Regions from separate parts of the Macaca mulatta genome. Here region 1 is linked to region 2. Evidence: chromatin contacts called from public Micro-C data. All regions are on one chromosome and are shown on one strand. The core of a region is the stretch at or near the end of the contact, and the rest is flanking DNA. Distances in the headings are between cores, read along the strand shown. Region 1 holds the start of LOC699759. Region 2 holds the start of LOC144331106.

The links. Hi-C and Micro-C count contacts between places; a contact is called where the count stands out from the background.
Region 1: a contact with region 2 is called in a Micro-C map of CD4 T cells, with 5 times the contacts expected there. The contact joins the promoter of LOC699759 here to the promoter of LOC144331106 in region 2. A contact is called at or near these places in 3 of 14 Hi-C or Micro-C datasets (CD4 T cells, fetal cortex germinal zone and liver).

What each region holds. Positions count from the first base shown.
Region 1 is chr9:52,388,436-52,394,831 of T2T-MMU8v2.0, reverse strand. LOC699759 reads right to left here and starts at 1,886. Exons shown (of 6, transcript XM_077946259.1): 1 at 1,737-1,886; 2 at 182-234. The coding sequence starts at 1,749.
Region 2 is chr9:52,354,417-52,361,224 of T2T-MMU8v2.0, reverse strand. It overlaps LOC144331106, which reads left to right and starts at 1,756. Exons shown (of 3, transcript XM_077946258.1): 1 at 1,756-2,353; 2 at 5,304-5,401; 3 at 6,389-6,499. The coding sequence starts at 1,769. The coding sequence ends at 2,311.

The DNA.
Region 1 (6,396 bases), core at 637-3,136, 33 kb before region 2:
TTGCAAAGGTAGCAGTGAACCGAGATGGTGACACTGCACTCCAGCCTGGGTGACAGAGCGAGACTCTGTCTCACAAAAAAAAACAACAAAAACCAACAACAACAACAAAAAACCCTATTGACTCTTACAAATTTCACAAAGTCCACTGCAAAATAAAGTAGGGAATTAATAAACAACTTACCTTGTTCATTTTGTTCTGTTCTTGGAAAGATGGAGACAACTCTGAAGATACAGCTGAGTCAGAAAAAGAGGAATGGGGTCATGAAAGATTAGGCCCGCCTGGCAACTCCCAGATTCTTCTGCCCCAAGAAGCCATACACACCCACTAGGTAAAATGCTCCCCCTGGGAAAATATCAATGTCCTCTGACACTTCAGAATAGGCGGTAGAAATAGTGAAAGACCACCCTAATATAACTCCAACATAATCATGTGGCTCTTGGGCACAAGATTTTTCACCTGGTGAAAGTAAATATTTACTTCCTTAAGGATTTCAATCTGCCTCGGTGTTCACAAAAAAATGCAAAATGATAATATTGGCCAAACAAGTTAATACATTTAATGAAGGAACATTAACACTAAAACCATTGTAAAAAATAGGACTAAGCTATCGATTTTCCAGTAATATTACTTAACCTCTGGTGAGTGACTCCACAGAAAGCCACAAGCGGCAGTGCTTCAAGGAAAAAATCAGTTTTAATTTCTTCATCTAACTTTGTTATTTCTCAAAAGGATGTTTTAAACTTGCTTTGACATGTGGAAAAGTAGACAATACTGGCTCAGGGGTCAGGAGATGTGACTTTCAGTCTTCCCTACTAACAAACTGTGATCCTGAACAAGTCATTAACCCTGACAAACAAACAAAAAAAAATTTTTCTTCTAACAAATGAAGCAAAATTAGGAAATTCTCTTTTTTTCTTTTTTTTTCTTTTTTTTGAGATGGAGTTTCGCTCTTGTTGCCCAGTCTGGAGTGCAATGGTGCGATATCGATCTCGGCTACCTGCAACCTCCGCTTCCCGGGTTCAAGCAATTCTCCGCCTCAGTAGCTGGGATTATAGGCATGCGCCATCATGTATGGCTACTTTTCCTATTTTTCTAGTAGAGAGGGGATTTCGCCACGTTGGTCAGGTTGGTCTCGAATTCCTGCCTTCAGGTGATCCACCCGCCTCGGCCTCCCAAAGTGCTGGGATTACAGGAGACAGCCACCCAGCCAGGCCAAAATTATGTAATTCTTTAAGATCCTTCCTGAGTGCAAGATCAAGTCAGGACAGAGGAACAGCAAATACCAAGATGCAGTGATGGACATGACCGGAGGGCAGTTTGGGACTTAGGATGAATGCAGAACTGGGAAGGGAGTTCGTAGGTCGGGGGGTGGTGGTGCGACTGCACCCGCCCTTCCCCACCCAGGTACCGCGCCGCCCTAGCACACGCGCACACGCTAGACCAGACAACTGCCCCTCCCGCAGGGCTCAGCGCGCGGATCGCGCAAGCGCACATGCCCTCCTCCGGACCCCAGCAAACGGGGCAACACACGCCGCGAAGCCCGCTCCGTACAGAGGCTGCGCCTTTGACGAACCGGCCTAGCGTCCTGGCAGACGTGCTGCAGCCCCGCCCTCCCCGGCTTCCCCTGTGAGGTCCCCGGTACTCTTGGCCACCACCTGGCACTGGTCCCCTGCCGCCCGCCCCCGGAGTCGCGCGAGGTACTCTCTCCGTCCCTGCCCAACCCGCCTAGGCTTACCCCGCTTCCTCATCCGGTTGCATTAGCCATAGAAGAGCGCACAGACCCTTGAAATCCCGGGACCGCCTCCCACGCAAAACCTGAGACAAACAAAAGGAAAGACGGAAACGCAAAATCGCAGAAGAGGTAGCCGGCGGCCCAAGCATGCGCAGAGCCCACGCGCAAAGCCTGGCGCTGTAGGCGCCCAACCTGGAAACTAACTTTCCCGTGAGGCAGCGCGAGCAGGCCTTCGGGATTGGCGGAGAGGTGCCCCCGTTAGGCAGTGAGCGGATGCGGTCTGAATTGGTGCGGGAGCTACCCGCAGCCCTGGCTCTCCTGGGGCGCCCCAAAGGGATGCACTGAAGGGAGGTCTGTGGGCAGTGAGTGTGCAGTTTAGACACAGACGCGTCAAGGAAGGGACAGGTGCGTGTCAGTTTCACGTTAAATGTTAGGAAGTAGATCTCGATTCAGTTTAAAAGACTGACACTATCGGCGATTCTTTGGGGGGAGCGGAGGAAAGGGGGAGGTGCCTCGGAAAGCTACTTCATCAAAATCGTTAAAGCAATAAACGGGAATTGTAGCTCAGTGAGAAAATAGACATAATCTAGAAGAAGAAAATAAATGTCACGTATGATTTCCTCTGTGACATTAAAATTGCTTGACTATATGGAAATACATTTAGTCTCTCTGTACCTTTCTTAGGAAGACAAAATTCCTAAAAGAACATCAACAAATTTTTGTATTTTTTCTTTGATCTTTAGTGCATTGTGTACTTTACAAAAGCATTCTCAACTTTATCCACAGTAAGTAAAAACCTAAATGAACAGACAGTATACGTTTTAAAAAGCAGGAAAAAATGCCTGAGAAATAGCTATATATAGCTGTATCTATCTATACATATAATATTGCTCTATTCAAAGTAGTTTGGCACCTGCTCCATGGAAATAAGACACCATGATTAAGCGTGTTCAAATACAGCATTTCAAAACAGTGAGGGAAAGAATGGAGTATTCCAAAGAGCATGTCATTCTGAACAATTTGGAATATAGAGATGTACATAGATCACACGTGATAAAATTAACATGTATACAATATTGAAACATTTAAGCCAGTAAACGAGTATAAATTTTTGAAAATTGACATGTGGGCCAGGCACAGTGGCCAACACCTGTAATTCTGGCACTTTGGGAGGCGGAGGCAGGAGGACCACTTGATCCTTGGAGTTCAAGACCAGCCTGGGCACTATAAGATGGGACCCCCATCTCTACAAAAAATTAAAAATAACAATTAGCCAGGGATGTAGGCAAGCGCCTGTGATCCCAGGTACTCAGGAGGCTGAAGTTGGACGATCACTTGAGCCCTGGGTTGCAGTAAGCCATCATGGCACCACTGCACTCCAACCTGGGTGACAAAGTGAGACTTTGTCTCCAAAAAAAAAAAAAAAGAAAAAAAAAAGAAAAGGGATGTGATGCCAAAGACAGCAACTATAAATTTAGTATCAGTTACATTTTATAATAGAGAAAAATAAGCAGCTCCATTCCAGCAAAACTTTTAAAGTCCATTATGATAATTGAAAGAAATGCAAATATGGCCAGGCATGGTAGCTCATGCCTGTAATCCCAGCACTTTGGGAGGCTGAGGCAGGCAGATCATGAGGTCAAGAGATCCAGACCATCCTGCCCAACATGGTGAAACCCCTTCTGTACTAAAAATACAAAAATTAGCTGGGCGTGGTGGTGTGCACCTGTAGTCCCAGCTACTGGGGAGGCTGAGGCAGGAGAATTGCTTGAACCCGGGAGGTGGAGATTACAGTGAGCCAAGATCAGGCTACCGCACTCCAGCCTGGTGACAGAGTGAGACTGCGTAAAAAAAAAAAAAAAGCAAATATTTGGATAAAAATATGTGAAACTTTTATTGAAATTTACATTTTTAAATTTATGCTTTATATACTGAAAAGTTCACTTTATTTGGTGCATAATTGTATGAGTTTTGACAAATGCATAGATTTGTGTAACCACCACCACAAGCAAGATACAAAATTGTTTCACCTCTGTCAATAAAATTCCTCCATGCTACCTTTTTAAAGTCAGATTCTCTCACCACTCTTAGCCTCTTGCAACCACTATCTATTCTTTGGGCCTATATGTTTGCCTTTTTAGAATATTACATAAATGGAATCATATAGTATGTAGTCTTTGAATCTGGTATATTTTACTAACACAATGCAGTTGAGATCCTTCCGTGTTGTTTTGTGTACCAATACCTCTGTTTTTCTTGCTGTTAGAAACAAGTGCCCAGTACCTCAAAGAAAACCAGCACATAGGCAGAAAATTCCTAAGCAGGGCAAATTTACTTCTGCAGAAGGGTGCAGCTTGCACGAGTCACGATCACAAGAGTACACTCAGAGGGGTGGGGCAGGGGTTTTTATCCCTGATGCAGTTCCTAGCACTTCTGTGTCCCTTCCCCATTGGCTGGGGTTGGACCTCACAATCGAAGCTAACTCAATTGGCTAAGGTTTAAAATTGAATAAGTCTATTAGGCGGGAAGGAAGTGGCACTGTCTATTACTAGGTGGGAAGGCATATCTGGACTTGTCTGGGCACGGCAAAGGCGGGAAGGTTGTTTACAGAACAGGTAGCTAGGAGACAAGGAAGTACAAGGAAGTAGGTCTTAAGCAACAAAGAACAGGGAACTAATGCTTTTTGAAGAGGAATGTATCACCTCTGACATTGCTGACTCCTATTTCTTGGTATGGATTTACCAGTTTCCTTATCCATTCCCCTGTCCAGAGATATACAAGTTGTTTCCAATTGGGGAAATTGTAAATAAATAAAATATTTTTAAGTTTAAGATTTGAAAATACTGAAAAAAACACTAATATACACCTATGGTATGGGCTTGGGGAAATGCTTATTCCCAGTGTATTAGTCAGGATTCTCCAGAGAAACAGAACCAATAGGAGGGAGTAAGAGAGAAAGAGACATTGATTATGAGAAATTGGTTCACATGACTGTGGAGGCTAAGAAGTCTCACAATCTGTCATTTGCAAGCTGGAGATCCAGAAATGCTGGTGGTGTAATTCTGGTATGAGTCCAAAGGCCTGAGAACCAGGGAAGCCAATGTTGTAAATCCCAGTCCAAGGACAGAAGAGGATGAGATGAAATGTCCCAACTCAACAATGAGGCAGAAAATATGGGTTAATTCCTCCTTCCTCTGCCTGTGTTCTATCCAGGCCCTCAGTGGATTGAATGATGTCCATACACATGAGGACGGCGATCTGCTTTACTGAGTCCAGTGATTCAAAAGCTAATCTAATCTGTAAACACCCTCATAGACGCACCCATAAGTGATGTTTAATCTGGACACCATGTTACCAAGTCAAGCTTACACACAAAATTAACCATCACAGCTATACTTTTTTTTTTTTTTTTTTTTTTTGAGACGGAGTTTTGCTCTTGTTGCCCAGGCTGGAGTGTAATGGCATGATCTTGGCTCACTGCAACCTCTGCCTCCCAGGTTCAAGTGAGGCTCCTGCCTCCGCCTCCAGAGTACTTGGGATTACAGGTATGCACTACCACACCTGGCTAATTTTTTGTGTTTTAACTAAAGATGGGGTTTCTCCATGTTGTTCAGACTGGTCTCGAACTTCTGACCTCAGGTGAGCCACCAGCCTCGACCTCCCGAAGTGCTGGGATTACAGGCATGAGCCACCACACCCAGCCACAGCTATTCATTTTTATTATGAATTTGATTAAATCTGGAGGCTCATTTTTTCCTCTCATTTCTTCTTCTTTTTTTGTACCTTTTCCGATTTTATATTTAGTTGACACCTAATAATTGTGCCTATTTGGGGGATATAGAATGATATTTTGACGTGTATAAAATGTGTAATGATCAAATCAGGCTAATTAGCATATTCCTCACCTCAGACATTTGTGTGTGTGTGTGTGTGTGTGTGTGTGTTGTAAACATTCAAAATCCTCTCTTCCAGCTTTTTGAAAATATACAATAAATTACAGTCAATCATATTTATCTGACAGGGCTGTGGAACACCAGAGCTCATTTCTTCTCTCTAGCTGTAATTTTGTATTCATATACCAACCTTTCCCCACCTTCCTCTCCCCATTACCCCAACACCCTCTAATGCCCGTAATTCTACTCACTTCCTCTATGAGCCCCAATTTTTTTAGCTCCCAAATATAAGTGAAAATGTGCAGTAATTATCTTTCTGTGTCCGACTTATTTCACTTAATGCATCCATGTTGTTGCAAATGAGAGGATTTCATTTTTATAGCAGAATAATATTCCAGTGTGTTTATATACCAGATTTGCTTTTTCCATTCATCTGTTTGTGGATGTTTAGGTTGATATTATATCTTGGCTATTGTGAATAGTGTTGCTATAAACACAAGAGTGCAGGTATCCCTTTGAAATATGGATTTCCTTTCCTCTGGATATGTGCCCAGCAGTGTGATTGTTGGATTGTGTGGCAGTTCTATTTTATTTTTTGAGAAACTGCCACACTGTTTTCTATACTGGTTGCACCAATTTACATTCCCACCAACAGTGTCTAAGAGTTCCCTTTTCTATGCATCCTACCAGCACTTATTTTTTGTATTTTTTATAGTAGACATTCTAACTTGTGTGAATGATACTGCATTGTGATTTTGATTGGCATTTTT
Region 2 (6,808 bases), core at 507-3,006:
AAAAGTAAATAAGCTTCTTGCTAGTTTAACAGCCCAGGAAGGTCTTTCTTAATGGCCTTGGGTCATGTCTTTGAAATGTAAGCATCAAGGAAGATCGCACCCCATCTCCCTGCCTCTGTGGTAAACTCCCAGGCTCCTGCCTACCTGTTATTAACTACCTGCGTGTCATAGAGACACCAGAAACTTTACTTTTCATTTGCATAACGGCAATTAACTAACACTGATGGCTACCCTAATTATCACTTGAATTTCAGATGAATTATGCATAGCAAATGGTGTTGTACAGTCGTCTTGAGGACACGTTATCTTTTACCATGAGAAAATGGAATGCGTTATACCAGAATGGCTAATATAAAAAAAGATAGTTCTTCCTGTCTTCGTAAACTCATTAGTGGGCTGCGTGTGACGCACATAGCAGTCTGGTTTAATGTTTATTCAATAATGTAACTGTTTTGTCCTTTTCTCCATCTGTGGAGAGAATTTTCTGGATTGGCAAGAGGCTTTATTTTAAATTATTTCCTCAACACCTCGCATCCAGAAAAGTGGTGTGTGTGTGTGTGTGTGTGTGTGTGTGTGTATGTATTATGTGTGCATATTTTTTGTATATATATATGTGTGTGTTTATACACATGACTATACATACATATTTTTTCTAGATGATTCTACATATTTTAATATAATAAAGTTATTGACCAGGAAATAATTTGTTTTACATATACAGCCAAGTCCTCTTTCTGTATCCGAGGGGGAATTAGTTCCAGGACCTCCCTGGATTACTCAAATCCAGGGATGTTCAAGTCTTTGGTAGAAAATAACCTGGTATTTGCATAACCTACACACCTCCTCCCCTATACTTTAAATTACGTCTAGATTAATTGTAAACCTAACACAATGTAAATACTATGTAAATACTTTTACTGTATTGTTTAGAGTATGACGAGGGGAAAAGTTTGTACCTGCTCAGTAAGATATAATATTTTAAACCATTTCTTTTTTTTAGAGAAGGTCTCACTGTGTTGCACAGGCTGGTCTCCAACTCCGGGCCTCCAGTGATCCTCCCAGGTGGCTGAGATCACAGGCACAAGCCATCCCCGCCCAGATCATTTTTAAGTATTTTCAATCCGAGCTTAGTTGAATCCATAGATATGGACCCCCGGGATAAGGAGGGACGACTATATGTATTTCTTAGTGAAATGATAGTCATGATATTCTATACAATTAGATTAAAACTTGTGTAAATTCATGAGAAGGATGTACACCTAACATTACGCGCTTTTGCTTTTGGGAAGTGGTATACTCGTTTTCTGTTTTAGCTTATACATACTTTGTAGTTTATTACGATTCGCGTATCGTTTGCACAATTGTCAAAGGTACCATTCCTAACAGGAAGCGGTTACAGGACATTATCCTTCATTACTCCACGTACTCCTGCACCCACCGAGTTCAATCACTTTAACAAAACTGCCCATCAGTGATCCCTGGAGCACCTCACGGGGGCCTTCTGTCTTCAAGCCCCGACGTGAGCAGTGCAGCGCTCCAGCCATCACTGAGCAAGGCCAGCGCCCGCTACAGGAAACCCGACAGCAATCACTCAGGCCGCTGGAGGAGGGCGCGCCTCACGACGTCATCCAAGATGGAGTCGCAGCCGGGCCTTCTGGGAAGCGTAGTTTTGGAGTAGGGCTCGGGGAACGTTCTGCGCATGTGCAATGCTATCTCCTTTCTGGAGTTGGCGTTTTTCGCGCTAGGGTGGGGAGAGGATGTTCTGCGCATGTGCAATGCCATCTCCTTTCTGGCGTTGGCGTTTTTGTCTTACGCCCTATGGTGGGGAGAGGACTCTGGTGCCCCCGGGTCGCGGCTAGGCCGCAAAGGGCGGGGCCTGGGCTCGGCGCAGGCCGGGAGCAGAGGCCGATCCCCTACAGCTGTGCCAAGGCCCTTGCGGGCGGGCAGGACGTGGGAGGCGGGATCTAGAGCCTGGAAGCCGCCTCCAGGCCCCGAAGCGGCCTCCGCGGAGGGCCCCGTGTGGGAGCCGCCTGGCTGGGAGGTTGGCCGTCTGCGCTGGCGCCCCTTCCGGGAATGGCGTTTGCGCTACCTGCTTGAGGGGCGGCCAAAGGAGGCTTGCAGTGGCGGGGCAGTGGGCGCCCAGAGCAGCCGCATGTATGACGTGAACCGGAGCCGCCACGTCAGGCGCGTTGGCCGCTGCAGACGCCGCGCTCAAAAGCCGCCGCGACGTGGGCTCCGGTCCTGCGTATGCAGGTGGTCCCAGGGCGGCTGGATGCCCATCTGGCAAATGATGGGGGCCTTTGGGTACTGAATAGGGTAGTAGATGTAAAGTATGATACAGAACTAAATAAAGGTGAGCTGCTTCTGTTACAAGACATGCTGTTTTCATTATTGGCTCATTTAATCATCGTAACCATTCTTTCGATTTAACCACCTCCATTTAAATGTGACTACTAAAGATTCAGAGAGAGAAATTCGTTTACCCACGGTATTAGCAGGTGGGATGTAAATCCTCACTTTTTTCTGCGAATTCATGCGCCTTCCCACACTAAAATCCAGTCTTGCCTTGTATTTAGCACAGCATTTGTCCCTTGAGCACCACCAGAATGTAGCTGTGGAGTGTACTGAACCCAGTCTTAACCACGTAGTGTTCTGTTTCCAAAAATGCTTGGGGGAATCTTCAGAGCCCTTGAATCAAAAGGTTAATTATTTAAGGCCTTCCTGCATCCTTAAACCTTAGTTTCTTCTTAGAGGACTGTGAAACCTGTAAATTGAAACCACAATTTGAGCCCTCAATTTTGCATTTTACAGAAGCTGGGAATCCCATCCATCCCAGACGCTAGTTTCTGAAGAGAGGAAATGGGTCAAAGAATTTTTTTTAAAGATGAAAACTGCAGTTCATCAGTTCCACAATTTTATGGTGGTGATATAATACTTCTCATTGGCTGATAACTGAGCTTAGGTATTTTCTAAGCACTATGCTAGCTGGAAGTGGTTTTTGCTGCTTATTTTAGTTTTTCTTTTTTTTTTTTTTGGTACATAATGTACATATTTGTGGGGTACATGTGATATTTTGATATATGCATACAATGTGTGATCAAATACAGTATCCACCACCTCATTTCTTTGTTTTGTGAATATTCCAAATCTTCTAGCTACTCTGAAACACACAATAAATTATTGTTAACACTTGTCACCATACTGTGCTATTGAACACTAAGACTTATTCCTTCTACCTATTTTTGTACCTATTAACCTCTCTTCATGCCTCGCTCCCTGCTTCCCTTCGCAGCCTCTGGTAACCATCATTCTACTTCCTACCTTCATGAGATCAACTATTTTAGCTCCCATGTATGAGTGAGAGCATGATATTTGTCTTTCTGTGCCTGGCTTATTTCATGTAACATAATGTCCTCCAGTTCCATCTTTGTTGTTTCAATGACAAAATTTCATTCTTTTTATGGCTGAATAATACTCCATTGTGTATATATACCACAATGTTCATTACCTATTCATGCATTGATGGGTACTTAGGTTGATTCTGTATCTTGACTATTGTGAATAGTGCTACGATAAAAATGGGAGTGCAGAGATCTCTTCAATATACTGATTTCCTTTCTTTTGAATATATACATAGCAGTGAGATTGCTGGATCATATGGTAATTGTGTTTTTTATTTTTTGAGGAACCTCCATACTGTTCCACAGTGACTGTACTAGTTTACATTGCCACCAAGAGTGTATGAGGGTTCTCCTTTCTCCATATCCCCCAGCATTGCTTTTTTGTTTGTTTGTTTGTTTGTTTGTTTTTGCCTTTTTTATAATAGCTATTTTAAGGGGTAAAATGATATCCCATTGTGGTTTTGATTTGCATTTGTCTGATGATTAGTGATGTTGAACATTTTATCATATACCTATTGGCCATTTATATGTCTTCTATTGTGAAATGTCTGTTCAGATCATTTGCTCAATTTTTTTAAATCAAATTTTTTGTTTTCTGGCTATTGAGTTCCTTATATATTCTGGTTATTAATTCCTTGTGAGATGGGTGGTTTGCAAATATTTTCTCCTATTCTTTAGGTGTCTTTTCACTGTGATTGCTTACTTTGCTGTGCCGAAGCTTTTTAGTTTGATGTAATCCCATTCATCTATTTTTGCCTTTATTGCTTATGCCGTCAAGGTCTTACCAAAAAATTTTTGCCCAGACGAATGTTCTGAAGCATTTCCAAATGTTTTCTTCTAGTAGTTTCATAGTTTCAGCTCATACATTTAAATCTTTAATCCACTGTCATTTGATTTTTGCATATGATGAGAGACAGGGTCTAGTTTCATTCTTCTGCATATGAATATCCAGTTTTCTCAGCACCATTTATTGAAGAAACTGTCATTTCTCCAATGTATGTTCTTGGTGCCTTTGTCAAAAATGAAATTGGCTATAAATGCATGTATTTATTTCTCAATTCTCTTTTCCATTGGTCTATGTGTCTCTTTTTATGCCCGTAACCTACTGTTTTGTTTACTATAGCTTTATAGTATGTTTTGAAGTCTGGTAGTGCAACACCTCCAGCTTTTTTTTTTGCACAAAATTGCTTTGGCTATTCGGGGTCTTTGGTGGTTCCATATAAATTTTAGGATTTTTTTCCTATTTCTGTGAAGAATGTCATTGGTATTTGGATATGGATTGCATTGAATCTGTAGATTGCTTTTAGTACTGTGGACATTTTAACGATATTAATTCTGCCAGTCCATGAGCATGGGATATCTTTCCATTTTAATGTCATTCACCAGTGTTTTTACTCTTTTTTTTTGAGACAAGGTTTCAGTTTGGTGCAATCTTGGCTCACTGCAATCTATGCCTCCCAGGTTCAAGCGATTCTCCCATCTCAGCCTCCTGAGTACCTAGGATTACAGGAGTGTGCCACCACACCTAATTGTGTGTGTGTGTGTGTGTGTGTGTGTGTGTGTATTTTTAGTGGAAACAGGGTTTTGCCATGTTGGCCAGTCTGATTTTGAACTCCTGACCTCAGGTGACCCAGTCGCCTCCGCCTCCCAAAGTGTTGGGATTACAGGTGTGAGCCACAGTGCCCAGCCTGTTTTATATGTTTAATTGTAGCATCTTTTACTTTTTTGGTTGAATTTATTCCCAGGCGTTGGGAGTTTTTTGGTAGCTATTGTAAATGAGATTGCTTTCTTGATTTCTTTTTCAAATTATTCACTGTTGGTGTATGGAAATGCTACTTTTTTTTTTCTTCTTTTTTTCTTTCTTTCTTTTTGTTGAGACAGAGTTTCTCTCTTGTTGCCTAGGCTGGAGTAAAATGGCATGATCTTGGCTCACTGCAACCTCCATCTCCAGGGTTCAAGCGATTCTCCTGCCTCAACCTCCCGAGTAGCTGGGATTACAGGTATGTGCCACCATGCCTGACTAATTTTGTACTTTTAGTAGAGACGGGTTTTCTCCTTGTTGGTCAGTCTGGTCTCGAACTCCCGACCTCAGGTGATCCACCCACCTTGGCCTGCCAAAATTCTGGGATTACAGACGTGAGCCACCGCACCTGGCCTGCTACTGATTTTTAATGTTGATTTTGTATCCTGCAACTTTACTGAATTCATCTATCAGTTCTACCAGTTTTTTTGGTGGAGTCTTTATGTTTTGCCAAATATAGGGTCATGTCATCTGTAAACAAAGATAATTTGACTTTTTCCTTTCCAATTTGGATGCCCTTTATGGTTTCTGCTGCTTATGAAAAGGACCTTAGGATTATGACATGTAGTTGTCTTTTGTTACGTACATGAAGTGCTTTTAGAAGCTAGATTTGTGTCACTGTCAGCAGATTAGATTCTCAAGTCAGAGTTCATCAGGGCCCAATTAAATTTTACCTTAGGCCTAGCCCAAGTTTTGAGGGGACAGTGCATTGCTGGTACTGTCTGTGTTGGTGATCCTGGGTGAAGACTTATAGAATCAGAATGGTACCTGAAGGGTTGTTCAAGATTATCTCATTCCTACTCATTTTAAAGACAAAAGCGTTGAAACTAAGACAATCACTAAGTTTACTAATAGCAGAGCTTAGGGTAGAACTGAGTCTTTAAGTTCGTTATATCATATGTACATCAAAAGAAGGTTCTTGGAGAAGTGGTTTTTGAGAAATTGCAATTTAGGGAGAAGAAATGTCCTATTTTTGACAACTTTGAAGAGACTTTCTAACCTTGGGTTTATAATAGGAAAAAGTGGTTATAATATGTAACTTAATTACCTTTTATGTGCCAATAAATATATCTCTTCAACATCATTTATAGTGTCAGCAAAGGGTTCCATACATTGGATATATCATACATGTTATTTAATCTGTCGTTATTGGATATTTAAGTTTTGATTCTTTTGTGTTATTCAGAAAATGGAAACATAATTTTCAAAACAGCCAATAGGAAAGAAATGTGTAGATTCACTCAAAAATGTCCCAGGCTCATCAAGATTAATATCAGAGTCAGAAGTGGACAGGTGGGTGCTACTTCATCATGCTCCTTACTATTCTTTCTAATGGGTCAAAGGGACGTTTTCTCAAAGGTTTTGCTAAAATGTTGTATGGAAATTTCTCACTGTTGATTCCTGGAACTGCCAGATAAGGTCCCTTATGATTTCTGCTCTGGCTTTGTAGTTTTCAGCCTTTCCCAAGAACAGCAGAAAATGAACAAGCTCCAGGTGAGTCATTTATTTAGCCCTTACTTTGTTTCACTGTGCGTGTGTGTGTGTGTTAATAGTGAGTTTTATGAATGGGACCCATATACTAAATTAGAAACGTAGAAATAGTTAA